Regions from separate parts of the Zea mays genome. Here region 2 is linked to region 1. The links are chromatin contacts, called in public Hi-C maps. All regions are on one chromosome and are shown on one strand. The core of a region is the stretch at or near the end of the contact, and the rest is flanking DNA. Distances in the headings are between cores, read along the strand shown. Region 1 holds the start of LOC100280315 (Poly(ADP-ribose) glycohydrolase 1). Region 2 holds the start of LOC100272462.

Evidence for each region. Hi-C and Micro-C count contacts between places; a contact is called where the count stands out from the background.
Region 2: a contact with region 1 is called in a Hi-C map of leaf mesophyll, with 2.1 times the contacts expected there. The contact joins the promoter of LOC100272462 here to the promoter of LOC100280315 in region 1. A contact is called at or near these places in 7 of 25 Hi-C or Micro-C datasets (bundle sheath, ear, leaf and 3 more).

The regions. Positions count from the first base shown.
Region 1 is chr1:304,252,696-304,257,739 of Zm-B73-REFERENCE-NAM-5.0, forward strand. LOC100280315 (Poly(ADP-ribose) glycohydrolase 1) reads right to left here and starts at 2,490. Exons shown (of 9, transcript NM_001153241.2): 1 at 1,775-2,490; 2 at 1,481-1,685; 3 at 1,112-1,216; 4 at 442-560; 5 at 174-317; 6 at 1-69. The coding sequence starts at 2,322.
Region 2 is chr1:304,412,611-304,417,654 of Zm-B73-REFERENCE-NAM-5.0, forward strand. It overlaps LOC100272462, which reads left to right and starts at 2,394. Exons shown (of 1, transcript NM_001146935.1): 1 at 2,394-3,089. The coding sequence starts at 2,532. The coding sequence ends at 2,912. LOC100216602 reads right to left here. Exons shown (of 11, transcript NR_156716.1): 8 at 4,892-5,044; 9 at 3,942-4,086; 10 at 3,769-3,861; 11 at 3,134-3,651.

The DNA of each region.
Region 1 (5,044 bases), core at 1,240-3,739:
TGGAAAAGCTTCGCATAGAGATGGTGTTTCGATTGATCGAAAAATCCACAAAATGCCTTGTTCACTTCCCTGAACAGAAGATAATTATAAATAGTAAAACCACAAATAGTATTTGCTTATAAAGGATGTCATCAGTGACGAATGTGACTTCAAAAAAAGTAACTTGACTTTACCTTAGGAGACAGCCAGATTCGTAGTGTAACCTAGCTGGACAGTCCAAAGCATCGATAGCCACAATCCTAGTTCTCCGTCTGCCCATCGAATCAAAGGGTTTGGTATCTAAATAGTCACCGACAAAGCGAAAGGAGGAACCATAACTGCAAGGAGACACAGGTACAAGATTCATAGTAAACTGTAAGGAAAATCATACATGGATCATATCAGTTACTTCTTGAATCTATGGACTAAATTAAGCAAAGGGTGGGTAGGGTTTTCACTAACCCCATATACTGTGAGAACCGTTCTGCACCAAAGATTTCTATAGCCTCGTTATCTTCCATACAAGACAAGAATAGCATACCCACAATCAATTCGGGGTTTATCATGAAGCGGATCTCTTCCTGTACCATATAAGGAAAAAAAATGGAGTGGTTACACAAAACAACAAGAGAATTGTAACATATATAATCTACCCCTCCATCCCATAAAATAAGGCATATAATGTTTTAGCACGGTCTTTAAACGGAACTTTGACCATTTATTTCTTTTAAAACATGCCATCAATAAATACAAGATGAGCATTATATTAAAGTACTCTTGAATACAAATCCAAATATATAACATGCATACACTAAAAATATATGTTTTGGCTGAATTATTAGTCAAAAGTTTTAAAATGTTGCCTTTTGAAAAAACATGCGCGCCTTATTTTGTGGGATGGAGGGAGTATTTGAGTAGTCATTTCAATCCACAGCAGAACGCAAAGGACCTTTTTAAGCACAAATAGGAAATGGTTGACAAATTGAAATTCATACTGTGCAGATGCACAAATTCATCTGAAAACTGCTGAGAAATGAACAGCATCACATGATCATGCAAACCATAACCAAAGTAGTTGCTACGAAATTGAAGAATGAGTGAAATAAAAATCTGCCGATCAAAAGAAAGGTACCTGCACACAACCCCAGGAAAGGGCACCTCCCCCCAAATATTTATTTGCAAAGTCAACTTGAAGGGCTTCTTGTTCTTCATCTTCTATGAAACCTGATGAAAATACCTACTAATGAAAAGGAACAGATGATCAGGAAAAAAAATTATAATAAACTTGAAGACAATTTTATAACCATTAGAACACAGACAGATCCCCCCTAGACGCATTTCCCCCTTTTATGATCAGAGACCTCTTCCATGTTACTAGTGTATACTTGAGCATTTTTCCATTTCTAGTTTGGTGGCAATAGCAACACCAGGAAGTAAACCATTTATCAAGTTGCGCCTCAGCTCCAAAATCTAGATAATTCAGTATACAGTGGTCTCTTACCGTGAATTGGCAGAGTGGTGCACTAGATGCCACCCACGCATGGATGTCAGGATAGGGAACGCCATCAGAGAACGCTCGGCGGGGAAGAACTTTGCGTTCAAACGAAACTAAACCAGTAGGCATAGAATCAGTCACCCTCTCGAAATAGTGAACAAGGCACCTCACTTTCTGCTCCTGGCTTTGCCTCGCATTGTGAATCAGCGGCCTGCGATCAGTGAACAAAACATGGGTAATCCAATCTTAGTTCTTTTCTCACTCATAAGCGAAATTACACAAAATGCAAAGAGGACATACGCGAACAGGCCATCGAAATTGATGGTGGGAAGGCACGCCTGGGCCCTACCGGCCGTGGGGAAGAGGCAGAAGAGCGCGCAGGTGAGCAGCGCGGCGACGAGCTCCTGGCTGAGGAGCACGACGCCCGCGTCCTGCGACGCCATGACGCGGAGCCCGGAGGCGCCGTGGCCAGCCTTGGCGTAGTGGTCCTCGAGCAGGGTGGGGAGGCGGAGGAGGAGGCGTGCGAGGTTGGGGACGACCTCGGAGAACCAGCCCCGCGCCTGGGCGCGTGAAAGGAGGTCGTCGAAGAAGAGCGCCAGGCCGTCGGCAGCGCGCGGGGGCAGCGCGGGCAGGGCGAGCGCGAGGCGGAGGTCGGTGAGCGCGTCGGCGAGAACGTCCCCCGAGGCGACGCGGCTGACGTCGGGGCCGAGCGCGAGCGCCCGGAGCGACTCCTGCGCCGCCGGCGGCCAGAAGAGTGCGCCGCCGCGGAGGACGACGGGGAGGAAGGGAAGCGCCGAGCGCAGGTCGCCGCGCGCCTCCAGGGCAGAGGCCGCCGCCGGCTCCTCCATTGCGGCGGGGGCGGAGGAGCGAGTGGGTCTGGGTCCGGCTCGGTCAGCTCGGCCGCGAGCCCATGCGGTTTGGGCTTCGGGCCGCCACCCCCACCCGAGCGGAGTCCACACGGTTACCGCGTCAGGCTGACGACAGCTTGGCGGAAATGGCGGGGTGGGAGGACAAGGTTGACGTCGGCAACACCGACGGTGCGCGGCGACGAGATCCACTAGGATTCGAGTCGGGCCTGTTCGCTTCTTTCGGAACGACGGGCCGGAATAATTCTTTCACTAATTTATATAGTTTTTATAAGTTGGAATAGTTTTAAATGTATTTCAAAATAACCGAACAGACTCTTAAGTTATTTCCAACCATTCCTCCTCCTAAATCCCCATATTAGTACTTTCTATTCATATTTAAATACCTCCCCGTCAACTATTCTTCCCCTATTTCTCCTTCTCTCCAACTATTTCCCTTATTCAGCTCCCCTTTACTCTTTAGCTGGGCTATTTGACTTTTATACCTTAGTTTTTGGAGTTTTAAAAAAATACTATCATATTTGTAGTACCATAATACATATTGTTATCTGCTAATTACACTCAAAGAAGGTTAATTTTACACTAAATACAATCAATTAGTGGAGAGGAGGAGCTTCCACGGGGGAAATCCGGCTTCACCCTTGCATGCAGGGCCCCGAGGGGGAGCCATTGGGCGGCGTCGGGGCGTCCCTGGCCACCCTCGAGCAGGCAGGGAGAGGGGGCCAGGAAACCGTTGGAGGCAGCCTGAGAGTTAAGACATTTGATAATTTTAGCGACGAGTGAGATGCACCAGCGGTTCACAAACTAGACACGTTTAAGCTCCGAATTCAGAAAACCACAAAACATGTACTCAAACTTTATCTGGCCATGTAAAATCGTCCAAAACTTTATCTGTCCATACAAAACCGTCCAGACCAAGACCATGGATAGCACAAACCTCCTGCCACAAACTTGATCTTTTCTTTCCCACCAAGCATGGATAGCACAGTCTCCAGCGAGCCAAACATGACCATTGGTGAGCTGGCCTAACCTCAAGTGGGCTCTCTATGCTTTAAACTTTCCACATTACCGAAAAGTACTGCAAGATAGGAAAAACAGTAACAACGTAGACAAATAGCAATATAGGGTTCGAAATAATGTTCAATGGTTTAAAAGTTCATGATATGGAAATGACTAGTAAATTCCTAAAGGAATGAGCCTCCCAAACAATGAGAAAAGGCTTATCTAGATCCATACCTTATATACCATGTAAAATTGTGACTGCGCATAAACCTGACTACCAAAACATTTCCAAACCCATCACGGGCTTGACCAGTGATGCGTCCTCTTCTCTACATGTTGACGTCGATTTGGGCGCCAAACACCGGAGATGAACTACCTGGCGGTGCTCTCTGCGGAAGCGCGGACAGTCTGTGGCCCTGGGTCGGACGGTCCGCGAACTAGGCACAAGAGCGGCTGCGTACGTCTGGACGGTCCACGCCTGGGGCTCGAACGGTCCGCGATAGTGTAGAGGGTCGTCTTCTTTGCAGCAGACCTAGATCTCGTCTCCCGGGAGGGACCCCGTCTGGGAGGAGAGATCCTAGAGTGTGTTTTGGAGTCGGCAGGCCACCCAATACGTCTCTAGTCGACGTAGAGCCGAAGAGAGGTGAAGATTTGAGGTAGAGAAAGGCTAAACTAGGGCTACTCCTAATGCATAAGGTAAAAATGATAAGTAGAATTGATTGGATCGATTGTGGGGGTTCAATCGACCGTAACCCTTCATCTATATAAAGGGAGGAGGTCTGGACCCATTACAAGTCGGTTCTCGAGTTAATCCTGCATGTTTAGCTAATAAATCCCGCAAGAAATCTGGAACCCTAACTGATTCTGCGCACGCGTGGACCGTCCGTGCCGCCACCGCGGACCGTCCGGCCCTAGGGGCGGACAGTCCGCATGCCAGTTTCGGTGCTCAACATATGCCCCCTGTCTTTTGGTGGAGGTTGACGAACCAAAAGCATATGTACTGATAGCATCCTTCGGGAAATAATATATCTCACAAGTCACTTTGTTCCCGAAGTAAGAACTAAGCCTGATGCAAGTCACCGGCTTTTCAATCCGATAAGGTGATCATTCAATAGAGCTCTAATGCATAAGGCCGTTTTGGATTGTATCTTTCTCGGCCATGGCCATTCGATCAATGGATCAAAAGGTATAGAATGGAGGTGCCCCCCAGCCTGAATAGGCAAAGGGACTATGCATGTACCATGGGTTCATCGTCGTACCATTCCACATTTGAATAGGATAATATATCAACGATGAGTAGGCGGGTGGAAAGTATCCTGGCATCACTGGATGAATAGGCAATGCCTGCTGCGTCGCTTTCGGGCCGTTTTATTCGGTCGTTTTGTTTTAGTGGGTGGCTAGGGTTTCTTTGGTGGCCGATCGCGTAGAACGACCTTCTTGCTAGCATATTTGGAGAGCAATTGATCAAAAGTAGGGCCGGCTTTGACCAGTCGGCCATGTGCGTTATATGTGCTTTGCCTCTGCGTCCCCTTTTTCGCTTTGTGTGGAGGCTGATGCCTCTGGCCATGGGCGGACTGTCCGGCTGAGTAAGCCAGACCGTCTGCATGAGCACCGGACTGTCCGCGCGCATGTGCCGGACCATCCGCGATGCTCGAGTCAGGGAGCTTTGCTCGGCCGATCGATTGAGCCCGCCCCCCGACGC
Region 2 (5,044 bases), core at 1,144-3,643, 160 kb after region 1:
GCTCCGGCGGCCCGAACCACTCTAAATCCTCGCGTGTTCATGTGTTCGGTGATCGCTTAGCAAGACAGGAAAAACGCTTAAACCCCTTCCTCATCTTAGGATTTAGGGCGGGTGCATTCCGCCACCCGGCCGGAGAATTCCCTCTCCGACAGCACTCATCAAATTATCAAACAAGCAGTATTTTCAGTAGCCGCCGTGTAAGCAAGCGCCATATCGTCCAATACTCCAATCTATATTTCACGAGTCTTTTTTCTCTTAGGGGCCTTTTGGATTTATTCATTTCGAAGGAAATAAAATTTACTTAATAAAGTAGTCTATTTGACTTAGAATTTGTCATTCCACTACTTTCCAAAGCTTAGATATAAGTTTATATCAAATTCATGGGTGTGGGATATGGAAAATAATTTTATGTATCAACGGAATATGTTTCTACACTGCAACTTATAAGACACTGCAAAAACACGAGAAATGAAAAGTGTAACACGACTCTCTACATTTATCTGACTGGGGGAGATTGTTAGCATAGTTTTTATACTCGTCGAAGTCTTGCAAGTCTTGGATGTTTATTTCAAGAGCTTCTCTATCAGACCAATGGTGTATTGGGAGCAACATGTGTTGTTTGTGTGAAAGCAAGGGTGAGTATATAGCATACCCAACAAGTGTCCTATTTGACTAAGGTGAACTAGCTTTAGAAGTAATTAGGTTGATAGCATTTTCTTTTAGATAAATAAGTATTTATAAGCATTAAACAATTTTAGCATCAACCAATAATTATTAACACAAGAATATGACTTCCAAGAATCATTCTATCATCGTAAACACAATAGCTTTAATCAAAGAGGAAAATTATATCACTCTTAACCGTGAGCACGACTAATATTTCAATTTTAATTAACTCTGTATAGAGAGTTATACACTTTACCCACAAATCGTGATTCCTTTTTGCTCGAGGATCATGACTTCTCATTTGATCACTCCCGATATGAATTAGTAGGGTCTCACTATGAAATCTTTATAAAGATTCTCGTTAACTTCTTCAGTTACTAAGATATGACTTCTCTCCAAGGTGGTGGCTAACAAAACTAAACAAATAAACCTTTGCATCCATGCTTGGTAGAGCTAAGCATATTCCCTAGACCCCCATAGGAGACAACAACGAAGCAAGCTATATATTTAGTTCTTCTAATTAATCAGCTAAGGTCTTTCTATACTACCCTTATGGTTACATTGTTGTCTAAGTTGTATTCTCAACAAGCTGGTCCTTAGGGTGAAGCACTTGAGAAACCAGCTCAAGCCTTAGGTTGCTATAAACCACTTTTACTTACATTATATACAATAACACTGATTAAAGTATCATAAAATCTTATTAGGAACAAATTTGTCTTTTTGTTTATATATGTACAAGTTAAATTCAAAGTTCATATTTTCTAAGGTGATTGACACCATAACTTATGTTAGAAAAATATGTTAATAATTTTACACATCATTTTATATTTAGTTTTATATCATTAAAGTTATTATTTATCTGATCCCTAACCTATCAAAATAATTATAACAAATCATAATATATCTTTCTAGGCTAAATTATACTATTAGCTACTAACCAACAAAATTTGAACTAAAAATTTAGTTTGTACATAAAGAAATGAAAAAATAAATTTTGTTAAAGGTAAATTGAACCAACTCAAATGAGCCAATGCATAAAATAAATTTTAAAAAATTAATTTATTTGGTTGTGTAAATATTGTCCATAGGTAAAGATGTTAATAGATCATGATCCAAACGATTCTTCATAATTATTTTGAGCCTTAATTAATTTTAGTACAAAAATAAATAGAGATAGATCCCAATCTTAGGCGGTGTTTGAATGCATTAGAATAATAATTAGCTGCTAAAATTAGTTGAGGTATCCAAACAATTTAGCTAATAGTTAGTTAGCTATTTATTAGCTAGCTAATTCTACTAGCAAATTTTATCTAACTAACTAATAGATCTAGTACATTCAAACACCTCATTAATCTGACCTTAAATTTATAGTATAAAATTTTAGAGTCTATTACCACTAGGGAGTATTCCAAAACGATCTAAACATAGTTTAGGACGCAGAGGGTGATATACACTTGCACTGTGATAGTTAATGTAGAATTCAGTTCTAAAACGAGATACTGTAAAAATGCACGTGTCTGAAGACAAGGGTCCCAAAATGGGCAGCCTCCGTGGGACCCGCGTAGCCAGTGTCCCAACGCATGGCCACGGTTGGAGTCAAACGTACCCGCCAACCCCGCGCTCTGGCGTGTCCCGTCGGAGTCGTCGGACGCCTGACGCCCCCTCCATGCTCGTCGTGCTCTCGGATATATAACACGCTTCCACCATTCGCCATTGTTGCCGCCTCTCGCAGCTGCTTCGCTTCTTCTTCTTTCTATATACATATATAGACCTAATAAGAACAAAGACGTACGATAACCTGCTTATTTTGCGACCCATCCCGTTCCCACGCAAAGGCGCCGAGCGTGATCTCCGTCCGTGCCGCCATGGCCTCGCACCGGGCGCTGCTGCTGCTGCTCCTCGCCGCCGCGCTCGTCGCTGCGCTGGCCTCTGTCGCATCCGCCGACGACGCCAACGCCATGCCCACCATCCTGACCCCCGTGGCGCATACCCCGCTGGGGTCCTTCGACGGCGACAAGCCGGCCTCTGACGAGGACGCCGTCGACGACGACGAGGACGCCGCCCCTGTCGGCGCGCCCAACGGGGCCACCATGACTGAGCCCAGGGACGACGTCCCCGCCCCGCCCGGCGCCGAAGCAACCGCGGGCGGCGCCGCCGCCAGCAACGCGCCCGTCGCACTCGCCAGCGCCGCGGCGCGCGTCTGCGCCGCCGCCGCTGTCGCCGCGGGAGCCTTCGCCTCCTTCTGAGGAGCGGAGACTGGTTTCGTTTCGTGCAGGGGTTGCAAAATCTCTGCGATATTTTATTTATTTATTTAACATGGTCGCTTTCCTCGGTTTGATATTTGTATGTAAACACACAGCTAAAGCTAATCGTCCATTCGTATGTGTAACTACTTTCCAGTGAACATATCCAGGTTGTTTATGATTTTTTTTTTACATCAGCAACGTCAAAGTTTGAGGTTGCACGTGCTTCTCAAGACAGGCATCATCATCCATTCCAAAATTATTGTCACGACAAGTAGTAAAATGTCGAATTGCCACCTTTGCATCCATCCCACCCCCAACTGAACAACATTACACGTTATGGACAGAATCCCTTTGATATCTCAGAATCCTTTCACCTACTACTCTTATATGCATCACATAACCTACAGTACAGCACAAATTCGTGGGGGAAAAGAAAAAGGGCTTAGACCTAGAGCGTGGTTTCTAGTTTGAAACAAATTTGCCTCCTGCTGCATCTTCGTGTGATTCTTGATAGATGTTCGTGAAACTATTGCTCACTATGCCTCACAGCTATACCTCAGCGTGATGAAGCAGACACGTCTGAGCCACTGATTTTCAGTGAACGCATCAAAGCAGCAGAACGACTAGCTACGCTAACATCCACTCTCTATACTGCATCGTTTCCATTGTCTTGGTCCGTTAATTTGTGGGCATCCGGTAACATAGGTTTGCTTACCGAGGAATGATCGTCAGCTGCTTCCTGAAATTCATAAACAACCGAATAGGTAAAAACTCTAGTCTTTCGATGGATGCCCTTAACAACCTTTTTGTTTGCGATTTCATACTGGAAAGACATGTTAAGGAAACAACAGCATACCTTTTCTGATGAAAAATTCTCAGTCTTTTCATTTCTACTATGGTTAACTCCACCGTTGCTATTAGCTACGATCGGTCCAATTTCATGAGGCTCCTGTTTAATACCTATCATCAGTCAAAAAGACTTTACCTGCTGAAATTTACCATATACCAAGTAGCAAAAATAGAGACTACCTGTTCATCATTTTTGTCTCCAGAAGACGCATCAGAAATTTGTGCTCCATCTACGACGCTAGATTCAAAACTTGACTGTTCTGATTGTTCTGCTTGCCCCAGAACCTCTTTTCTCCTTGATTCTTCCTCCTTTAGTTTCCTAAATCTGGCGCAAAAATGCAGAAGAATAAAACATTAAAGACTTTCAGGTTAAACACGCTTAACTTATCCATTAACCCTTCAAGGGGGACAGGACAAAATTAGGCTTGTGACCAGCTTGCTCCAACCTATTCTTTTCTTGCTATTTTTGCCTTGGCAGTTCAATGCAGAGCTGGAAAAACCAATTTTTTATAAACTTACATTTTTATCTTCCTGTCAGACACAGCGACCTTATTTTAGAGTACAAATGAAAATTATAGATGCCAACTGTAAATAAGCACAACCACACGCTAAATGTGGCGCAGAATAAACCAAATACCCATGATACTACTTACTACAGTGCCAAAATGTCAGTAGAAGCGAAAGAGCCTCTAGCTAAGTTGGTTAGATGCTCTGAGTAGCACTCCTTAGGTCCTAAGTTCGAATCCCAGTGGAAGCGAATTTCAGGCTGAGGTTAAAAAATGTCACTCGCTGGTCCCATGGTTTTGTGCATATGAGATGGACTGACATAAAGGGGGCAGATCCTTGTGTAGGGGCTGACCTCTAGCTGAGTTTAAAATGTCAGTAGCAACTTCCATCTGACCCTACGTTTTAGTCAAACATTGGGTTCCAGCATTATCACCAAACGTTGGATTCTGCATCTGTCCATGGTAAATGGATTCCCATTTCATAATATTCCAATCATACTTAACCTATGTGTTAGTGGCTGCAAGGATCCCGGTCCTGGATCCAATAGTGTTAACTGACCATGACTTCAGTGTTGAAATAGTACAAGCATTTATAAGTGGTCTCAAACAATCTTTAAACATTACCTTTCCCCACGTTGCGGTCCAGTTGGTTTCAGCTCTTGGCTGGGCTGGGCTTTACTAAGTTTGGGCAGAGGTTTGCTCTGAACAGTGGATCCATTCTTCTGAACATTGGTGGATTCTTCTCTTGAAAGTTTGTCAATATATTCTTTGACAGGA